Regions from separate parts of the Hordeum vulgare genome. Here region 1 is linked to region 2. Evidence: chromatin contacts called from public Hi-C data. All regions are on one chromosome and are shown on one strand. The core of a region is the stretch at or near the end of the contact, and the rest is flanking DNA. Distances in the headings are between cores, read along the strand shown. Region 1 holds the start of LOC123449128 (tyrosine-specific transport protein-like). Region 2 holds the start of LOC123449121 (beta-galactosidase 6).

Region 1 (5,363 bases), core at 2,844-5,343, 950 kb before region 2:
CCGAAGAAAATAGACTTTGAGGCTTGAAGATTTACTCTTTCTGTTTCATTTTCTTATTTCTTGAGTCATAGGAACACCATACTTTTAGAGGGGGTCGAGGTAATACTAAGGAAAGATTTCCTCATGACGCTCAACTCAAACCTACACATACCAAATTGTTCGAGTGAAGCCTTTGAAAATCTCTCACAGCTTTGTCAAAGTCTTAAGTGACAGAGACGAAGTTCTTCTCGTCGCTGAAGAAATTGTGCTAGCTGAGGAGTTAGGATTTCGCCAAAGCGAATTGCCTATCAATGAGGAACATGAGAGACATGAGGACTTTCACAATTGAAAGATCCGACCGCTGTCACACCGTGCGCCACATGCCCCCAATCTTATCGACACAACGGCCATATCATTGGGGGCATTAATGTCATATAATGTCGGGATGCTCCTAGGCTATAAATAGCCACCCCCACAACCACTAGTTGGTTGGATGCTCCGAGAGAAACTGACACTTGTCATTTAGAGCAACCCATTCCTCGAGGACTTTGACTGAAAATCATCAAGTGAGGAGAAACCCCAAACACCCAAACCAAAACCCAAAAACCCCAAAGTGATTGAGCATCACTCGAGAGATTGTTCCTGTGTGGAACCGACGCTTGTTACCTTTGAGGACTGTGCATCCTCCAGACGGTTAGGCGTCATGGCCTATACCATCCAGCAATAAATTGTGGATTGCCGGGTGACCGAGTTTGTAAGGGTTTGGAAGTCTGCCCTAAAGACTTACCTCCCTAGCTCAAGGAGAATACGGTAAGGATTGTGTGTCCTGGGACAGTGTGTCCTTTGGTTTGAATACCATGTCGCTCCAAACGAGACATACGACTATCACAGCAGTTGGAACTGGGTCATCAAACCATTATCTTCATCGAGCTACGAGTTATATTTCTTCAACTCTTTCATTTCCTCAATTTCATGTTGATGACTTTGATCTGCACTATTTGAAGAATTTGACTGAAGACTTTCTCTAATTCCTCACCTCAAATTATTCACTTAAGTTATTCATCACCTGCTCATCCTGATCATGTGACCTGTGCAACCTGGACATTTCATCTCACTCTGAGGACTAAGCTATAACCGATTTTGCACATATGTTTGAGTACTTATTCCGCTGCACTCAGTTCATGACTCAGGACTTTCCTCACTAGGAATTTCCTTAGTGATGAATTTTTCAAAATTGCCTATTCGGCGCCCCTCTAGTTGATATAACGCACTTTCAAGAACGCTCCAAGAAATCCCACACATGAGCCTAAAGGTGTATACGAAGTAGCTGACATCAAATTTTTCTGGGAAATGATGGATTTTGATGCTTCGTTCGGCGAGGAGTATGGACCGACGGAGCTTGATCAACTGCTTGAACATGAGTTCTTCGATTCATTGGATTCGGACAATGAAGTGGACATGATCATGCTCATGACCATGCAAGAGGAAATGGACTGGCAAGTGGAGCATATTCTCTATTTCAAGGCTCAATCAAAGGGAGAAGAGTGATCAATTGGGATAGGGTATCCAGAGCAAAGCTACTACAGAAGGATTAATTTGCTCCAAACCCAACTTTCCCGGATGATCCATGGTTTCGTCATCGTTTTCGCATGCGGAAACCATTGTTTTTGCATATTGTGAAGGAAGTGGAGGCACACGGCGTCTACTTCTAGATGACAAGGGATTGCTGCAGTAAACTCTCTTTCTTTGCCAAACAGAGGTGCATGACTTCTCTGAGAATGCTTGCACTTGGTACTGCGGCAGATGTGGTTGGTGAGATGGTGAGGATGGGGGAGAGCACATGCCTGAAGACTACTGTCAACTTTGCCCGTGTTGTGGTCGAGGTGTTTGGAGCAGAGTATCTCACAAAACCAAATGTGCAAGACACTCAGAAGTTTTTGCCTATTGGAGAGGGGACAGAGGGTTTCCAAGAATGCTCGGATCAATTGATTGCATGCATTGGCGATGGAAGAACTGCCTTAAAGGTTTGCGAGAAATGTATCAAGGTCACACCAAAGATTCCACCATCATACTAGAAGCGGCGGCATCACATGACTTATGGATTTGTCATGTTTTTTTTGGAATGTCGGGTTCTCACAACGACATCAACGTGCTTCAACGATCTCCGGTGTTCAGCAGGCTTTGCAATGGGGAATCACCTCCGGGCAACTACACCGTCAACGGCCGAGACTATAGCTTGGGATACTATCTTACCGATGACATATATCCTCAGTGGGATGCATTTGTGAAGACCATATCCGAACCAGATGGCAGAAAACAAAAGCACTTCGCAACAATGCAGGAAGCAGCTAGGATGGATGTGGAGAGGGCATTTGAAGTGATGCAAGTGCGTTGGGGAATTGTCCGTGGGGCTGCAGTGATGTGGGATCGGAAACTTTGTGAGAGTTGATGACTTGTTGTGTTATTTTACACAATATGATTGTCGAGGATGAGGAAGATGGTGTAGCCCAAATCAATGATTTTGAGGCACCCCGCGAACAAGTTAAAATCTTGAAAGATCAAGATGTAGCTCAACTTATGAACTTTCTGCAGATGCATCAAAATCTCCAAGATTATCAAGTGCACACCCATATCCTAAATGATGTAGTGGAGCATATGTGAACCCACAATGAAAATCAAAGAGTGAATTACTGATTGTATATTTCAAATAAATTTGATTAAACACTTTTTATGTTCGGGTAGTTACAGTATTATTTATGCTCGACAATGGTATGTTTTCTTGATCGACGTACATGATTTTACATAAATTTAAGAGACCAGATATAATATATGTGAATGTATGAAGCGATTTATGATGGGCGTTTTTATGCGTCACATGCCCGGCCTGTTCGTGGGACTCGGGCCGGATTTGATCAGTCCGGCTGTAGATCGTCTAAGGTCCTTCCTAGTGCATGGGTGCTAAAAGAGCCACATAGACAAAATAATGATGTGGTAAAGCAATTAAAGAGGAGAGAGAGCATTATGGTGGCCCAGGAAGAAACGGTGTTAAGCACGTGAACCTATGTAAAAAACACTATCAAACAATGCATGAAAAAGTTTAATTGTTAAATAATTCCATAAAAAAAGCTTACCAACAAAAGCTAAGCACCTATGCATTGAAAAGACTAGTTGTTAAAGTTTTTAATATACTTAGCACCTCATCTAAACATCAATGCATTGCAAGAGGCCTAAGAGCATCTCCAACAGAGGCGCTAAAAGTAGGGGCGTGCTGAAAAAACCATTAATTTAACGCGCGGGAGAAGAAAAAAGCTCTCCAACAGACGCTGCAAAACCCAGCACGCAGCAAAAACTATCCAGCGCGCTCGGACTTTTGGCATCGCACGCGGGATATTTAGTGCGTAGCGTACAGCGCGCTGAATCTTCCGACTCGCTCCGCTCCCTCGCGTCCCGCCTCGAGCTCGCCGCTACAGCCACAGCTCGCCGCCACCACTCCTGCATGCTCGTCCTCTGCTCGTCCCGGCACGGGCGGAGCCGCCGCTGCCCTTCTGCTCGCCGGCTACAACTCGCCGCCTCGAGCTCGTCGGCCGGGAGCACGTGTCGGCCGGGAGCCGCCGCTACTCTTCTGCTCGCCGCCTCGAGCTTGCCGCCTTCCTGCAGCTCGCCGCGTCGAGCTCGCCGGCCGGGAGCGTGTGCGGTGGCCGGAGGCGAGCGGCGCGTGCGGAGCTTGCGATTCCAAGCTAGCTCGCGTGCGGTGGCAAGCGGCGCGTGCGTAGCTTGCTAATTCCATCAGCAAACTAGCTAGCTTGCGATTCCATCAGCACGCTTGCGATTCGATCATCAGCTAGCTAGCTTGCTCCAACGATTGGGGACTTAATTGCGTTTTTGTTTTGGTCAAATGGACTTATTTGTAAATGTTAGGGACCTGTTTGTTGTAGATATATTTGTGGCGCACTAATTTTTTAGTACGTCTGCTGGAACGCGACGCGCGCATAATTTTTTCAACGACCGCTGGAGTCAGAGCTCCGCTGCGCGCAAAAACAGATAACTCCGACGCTGTAAATTGCTTTTTAGCACGCGGAGTTGCACTTGTGTTGGAAATGCTCTAACACGCACGCAAAAATCTTCTCCCCGGTCCGTCGGGTAGCAGACATCACATCCTTTCCCGTACGGTGCAAAGGTCGAGACTCGAGACACGCACGGTCCAGAATCTCTCCGACTAGCGTCCGGCGTCCGCTCGGCTCTCGCCGTGTGCACCACAACTTCCGCTTTTCTGTAGACGACGACCGCAGTCCGCAGCCACTCGAGCTGAAGATTCAGTATATTCATTGGCCACTCCAGTGATGAGATGAATATACCACCACACCACCAGATCGAATCCGGAATCCCGCTCCGAGCCCGCCATCAAGCCAGCCATAGCTCGGCCGGATGCAGGGCATCGTCATCCGGCGCGCGCTCTGCCCGGCCAAGCTCCACCGCCACGTCCCGTCCAGCCTATCCAGAAGCCTTTGCTGCCGCGGCGGCGGCGACACACGGTGCGGCGCTGCTCCGGGCAAGAGGGCGCGGGCCGTCGTGGTGAGAGCACGTGGCGGCCCGAAGGTAGGAGATGGCGACCAAGCGCCGCCGCTGCCGGATGCCGTCGGAGCGTCACCGCCACCAGGTGGCGGGCCGAAGAGAGGGAGCGTGGCTGGTGCCGTTGCGCTCATAGTGGGGACAAGCATCGGGTCAGGCATCCTTGCCGTGCCGCAGAGCACCGCGCCCGCGGTGAGTTTCTCTTCCCTTTGTTCTGCCGAGAATTTCACCGGCATGGCAGGCCCAGGCGTCAGATCTACGGTGGCACAACAGAATTAATCAGCCAAGTAAATTGTACTGAATGAAATGTTGAAATTATTACTACTATCATATTGTCCTTTGTGGCCCGTCCGCACTGCACAGTCCCACCTACAACGATCCCTAGAAGGTCAGCATTTCATGGAGTAATGGCCCATCTACCACCCATATCAGTACAGTGAATTGCCCAAGCACGGAGGCCCCCATATGAAAGTTTTCATTGAACACATCTGAAAACAGCCACATGTATCTGCCCGCCATGACCACCAACCGGCGTCGCTGTGCGCATTCAATTGGCGTCTCATTCGTCATCTTTGGCTGGCGGGATCAATCTTAAATCGTTCCAACTTGAGCTTTCGCGTTCTGGAAATACGATACCCAGGAGCAGAACAACGAACAGCGTCAAGTAATTTGACCTACTAGTATGATCTGGAAATCCGGAATGCCGCCACATAATTTCACTCGCACATTTTCTTGCATGGAGTAAAGCAATATATGTTGCGAATGAAGGTAGCATGACAGACCAGAATTGTCCTTGATGCTACTACTCCGGCAAT
Region 2 (4,786 bases), core at 1,668-4,167:
GCGGATCGCGTACCTCTGCATTTTGACCGAGGGACATGTATGATGGATCGGTTGCTATGAGCGCAGGCTCGCACATCTTTATCGCCTTATGGACATCCCTCAAGTGGCCCCACTTTGGCTGCCTCACCAGCCCTGAATCACGCATTGCGAGAAGGGCAAAATCAAACGCATTGTTCAGGAACCGAAGGAGAAAATCGAGACACGGGCAGCTCAAAGGAAGAAGACGGGTGCTCACCGTACTCGTCGATGGGGGCGTCGTAGTCGTAGCTCGTGGATATGAACGGACCTCCGGAGCTGCGGCCGAAGTTGGTCCCTCCGTGGTACTACCGACAGAGTAGAGTTAAGAGTTAAGAAAGACCCGGCCGGAGTTAGTCACAGGAGCAGCGCAGAGCAGAGGACCATCCATCAGCTGTGGGCGCACGTACCATGTAGTAGTTCTGCAGGGTGCCGCCACGCTGGTAGAAGCGCGCGACGGCGAAGGCGAGGTCCTCGGTGGGGCGGTAGGGCACGGCGCCGCCGAAGGAGAGGAACCAGCCGCTCCAGTTCTCTGTCCACAGCTTGGGCCTGCTGGGCAAGCTGGGCGTGAACTGGTCGCAGTAGAACCCGTTGCACGTGTTGATCTGCACCCATCCATGTTTTTTTTTCCCAGTTCATTCAGATTCAGTCTCGCTGCCGTCCGGTAATAACAACGATGACCCAGGGGCGCGGCGAGCCGACAATGGATGAAAAAAAAAATGAACTTACGAGGGGTTCTGGCGCGTCGGTCTGCTGGCACATGACCCAGGGCACGCCGGTGTCGAGCGCCACGGCCATCCCGGCGGCCCACCGGATGTACGACTTCCCCGCCGCGCCGTAGGAGGCGGCGATGTTGCCGTACTCGTTCTCGATCTGCGACAGGATGATGGGCCCGCCCTGCGACGCGTACAGCCCCGCGCCCTTCATCGTCGCCACCACCTTCTCCGTGAACCGCTGCATCTCCGTCTGCACCCACACCACACCACACCACCCAACCCGAATCATCCACCGAATCATTTCACTCATGATGGATCGATCGATCAAGCTGCATTGCTCGCACAATTATGCCGCCGCGTACCTTGAAAGGCTCGTTGTCGGTGCGGAGCTTGATCCCCGGGATGAAGTGCAGCCATAGCGGGAAGCCTCTGCGGTCGGGGTCACACGATCAACAAACGGCACACGGTTAGGCTCCATCGCTCCGCTCCGCTCCTCCTACTGAAACCGAGATCGGACAGGGGGAAATTGTGTAGAGTCGGAATCCAGACCCGTAGTTCCACTCGGCGCAGACGTAGGGGCCGATCCTGAGGTGCACGTAGAGCCCGGCGTCGGCGGCGGCCTTGACGAACCTCACCAGGTCATTCCTGCCCTCGAAGTCGTACTGTCACGTTGCGGCTCGTAACCGTCAGAGTTTTCGTGGCTTGATTTTGCAACAGCAAGTAGTAGCACATACCGATACAATGCAATACACAATATATTATTTACTATGCAAAATGTCACTAGTTCGAAGGGAGCTCATGATAGACGACAGTGTACGATCGGTAAGTAATTAAAGAGAGCTTGGGAGCGAGTGGGAAGAATAAAGCATAGGGTGCAGGGGAAGCAAGCACTGCCCTTTCACACATGACATGACGACCAGCTGGAGGAGATGATTTGAGAAAAGGAGAAACGAAAGTAGTATGACACTAGAGAAAATAGCACAGCAGCAAGAGAGAGAGAGAGAGAGAGGTTGATGGCCGGTATGGAGTGGAGAACGTGCCTGTCCCCGGACGGGCTCGTGGACGTCCCAGAAGACGTACGTCTCGACCACGTCCAGGCCGCCGTCCTTGGCCTTCTGCATCAGCCCCGGCCACATCTGCAATCAACGCCAGCCAGTGTTGAGCTATCCTCGGAGAAGAGAGTAGGGAGAGGCCACGCACAGACGAGAAAGAAAGAAAGCAAAAGAGAGCCGGACGTACGTCGGGGGTGCTCCGCGGGTAGTGGATGGAGCCGGAGACGAGCACGCGGCGCACGCCGTCGATGACCAGCGCGCGGTGGTCGTACGTCACGTTGGTCGCCGCCGACGTCCCCGCCAGGCAGAGCAGCGCGAGCAGCAGGGCCGCCGCCGCGCTCGGCAGCCTGCCGACGGCCGCCATTGCTTTGTCGCTCTCCTGAGAAGAAACAGCGACAAGGACTGCACCTTGTTCGTGGGATGATGGCGTTCGGTGTACTAGCCGAGCTAGTAGCGCGGTGGACGTGGAGTGGAGTGAGGGCGACGAGCAGCAGCTGGAGTTGCTCGGTGGGGGGCGGTGAGAGAAAAGAAAAAGAAAGAGAGGAGAGAAGCCGGAGGCTGCTGCTGCTGCTGCTAGCTCGGTGCCTCGGTGTGTGGCTTGGCTTCCCAGGCGAAATGGGATTTTAACGGAGCAGCAGAGCGCACACACACCAGAGACACTACTGGTGGTTTAATATACACCCCATGGGCAGGGCACAAACGAAATGCACCTCGCTTTCTCGCTTTGTTTGTTCCTTGTGGTCTTGTGGTTTGTGGATGCGGTGGTGGTGGTGGTGCCGTGCCCCTCCTCCTTCTCCCACCGCGATTAAAAAGGCTTTTTTGCGCGCTCGCGGCAGGCAATGGGGTGGGTGTGGAGTGTGGCCGTGTTCTCTCTCGTGGATCTTCCCTGCTCTTGACCTGCCCCGGGCGTCCGGTTTTGCTGCTGCTTGCAAGCAACGGCAACAATGGCGGACACCTGGGGTGCGCGATCGCGATGAGAAAACGAGATTGAACTGGATCGGATCGGATAGACGGGAGGGAGAAAGAATTTACTCCTGCTGCGAGTTGCTAGCAGCAGTAGTTAATGGCGGCGGCGTGATGGTTCGGTGGTACACACGGCGTGGATGATTGATGGGTGGGCCGCGGGAGTAATGCAAGCATCTTCCTTCCTTGCTGCCTCTCACCCTCTTTTCTCCCTCGCTGAAAATTACACCCCCCTCTTCTTTTTTTTACTTGCTGCAGAGAGCGTTTAGTATTCCCCCTCGCCGTACGCCTCCGGGCATGTGCTCTTGGCATTGGCCTCGCAAAGAAAGATAGAAAATGGGGCCGGCTAGCTACACCGACAGGGGTCGTGTGCGGTGACCGGCCGGCGTTGTCGCTTGTCGATCCCCAGCCCCGTTACCAGCACGTAGCGCTAGTTGTACCACGTCTGCCGCTCAGGTCTAGAACGGCCTTGTCGCTTCCCCGTCCCCGCGCGCGTATCATATGCTGCACTGCCGGCGTCCTGGACTGTCCCGCGGCGAAGGATCCATCTCCTTTTCGTTTCTTATCTTGTGCTAGAAAAATGGAAATGGCGAGGGTGGAAAGTGGTGGCTTAATTTTGGAGCAGTGGAAGTGGAAGATGATGACGCGGCGAGCTGTAGACAGGAGCCAGTTGTCGCTGCCGTGCGTAGGGATTTTTTTTAAAGGAGGATGACCCCAGGCATGTGCATCTGGAAGATGCATGCAGCCATTTTATTAATTATTCACAAATATCTTATAAAGCAATACATCAATATATCTGAAGCCGTTCTCTTGGCAATATCTGTCGCTACTCCTATCCAATGATGAAGGGGTGCAGAAAGTGTAAGCCACATACCCAGACCTCTCACCTAGCCTAACATCTAAAGCCGAAGGCCCCGACCGAGCCACATACCGGGTCAGGGGCACAAACCGGTCCAACGCACCCTCATAGGTTGTCGCCGCCGCTTTCCATCAATCCATCTTCAGAAGAGTTACTGACGCATCGACCTTGCAGGGCCTGCCGTCGATGCCCCCACGGTGCCAGACAACGCCTCCTCCCAACGCGCGCTCATCATCACGCATCCGTCGTCGAGACTTTGCTGCGCCTCGCCGCCGAGACTCCACGACATCAATGTGTCACAAGGAACGCCGCTCCATCGTTGATGCCGCCCAATGATCCCTCGAGCCCGTGTGTACCTCCATGAATGACGCCCCCAAGAGGGAAACAACACCAGAGCATCGCCGCCATCCAATCTACTGATCTAGGGTTTCCCCCGAAGGTAGCAAAGAGTGGCCTTGAACTTCTCCTCAGCGATGCCTTCAGGAAGGAAATGACGTAGACAACGCCGCCATCGCCGGCTTTGGCAGTAGCCGAAAGCAAGCTTTTACCCAGATCTGTTCGAAGAACCCATCTCTCCTGCACGGGCCACCACATCCTGCGACGTCCCCAGAAAGCGGGATCCCAAGATCCGCCGCCACCGGCAACGTCACAAGGACCCACCACCTGATCGTCATCCCTGACGAAGGGGATGACGCCACCACCATGTTCAGATCCAGCATCATCCGAGAAGGAGAACCGATCTGGAGTTGTGAACCCCAGATCCGCCGGCAGCCCCCGCAGCGCCGTCAGGATCCCGTCGGGCCGCTGCCCGAGCGTGCCAACTCCGCGTCCATGCCGTACGCCCAGGAACGCCGTCGCATCTCAGCCAGAGGATCCCCTCGTGAAGAAGGGAGGAAGGCCCGCCGTCCGCCGTCCGTCGGGCGAGCTTCGCTCGCCGGCCTCCTCCGGCGGCGGCGGGAAGCAGGGGAGGAGGGAGGTCGAGGGCGGCGGCGGCTAGGGCGCCCGAGTCGCCTCCCTGGAGGCGACACGAGCGTTTCTGTGATCTTGTTGCTTCGGATCAGGATCGCGAGCGGAGAAGGCTAGCGCTGCACCTTTCTCTCAAGCCGTTGGGAGATGGGGTGATCAACCAGGAAATCAGCTATGATGTCGTGTGTAGGGATGTAGAGCAACATCCGATCCGT

The links. Hi-C and Micro-C count contacts between places; a contact is called where the count stands out from the background.
Region 1: a contact with region 2 is called in a Hi-C map of leaf, with 5 times the contacts expected there. The contact joins the promoter of LOC123449128 here to the promoter of LOC123449121 in region 2. A contact is called at or near these places in 3 of 6 Hi-C or Micro-C datasets (leaf and seedling) and 1 of 1 datasets of contacts at active chromatin or transcription factors (embryo).

What each region holds. Positions count from the first base shown.
Region 1 is chr4H:496,528,382-496,533,744 of MorexV3_pseudomolecules_assembly, reverse strand. LOC123449128 (tyrosine-specific transport protein-like) reads left to right here and starts at 4,093. Exons shown (of 7, transcript XM_045126224.1): 1 at 4,093-4,740. The coding sequence starts at 4,405.
Region 2 is chr4H:495,572,923-495,577,708 of MorexV3_pseudomolecules_assembly, reverse strand. LOC123449121 (beta-galactosidase 6) reads right to left here and starts at 2,917. Exons shown (of 17, transcript XM_045126213.1): 1 at 1,971-2,917; 2 at 1,772-1,867; 3 at 1,281-1,393; 4 at 1,094-1,160; 5 at 745-981; 6 at 426-620; 7 at 236-323; 8 at 14-132. The coding sequence starts at 2,147.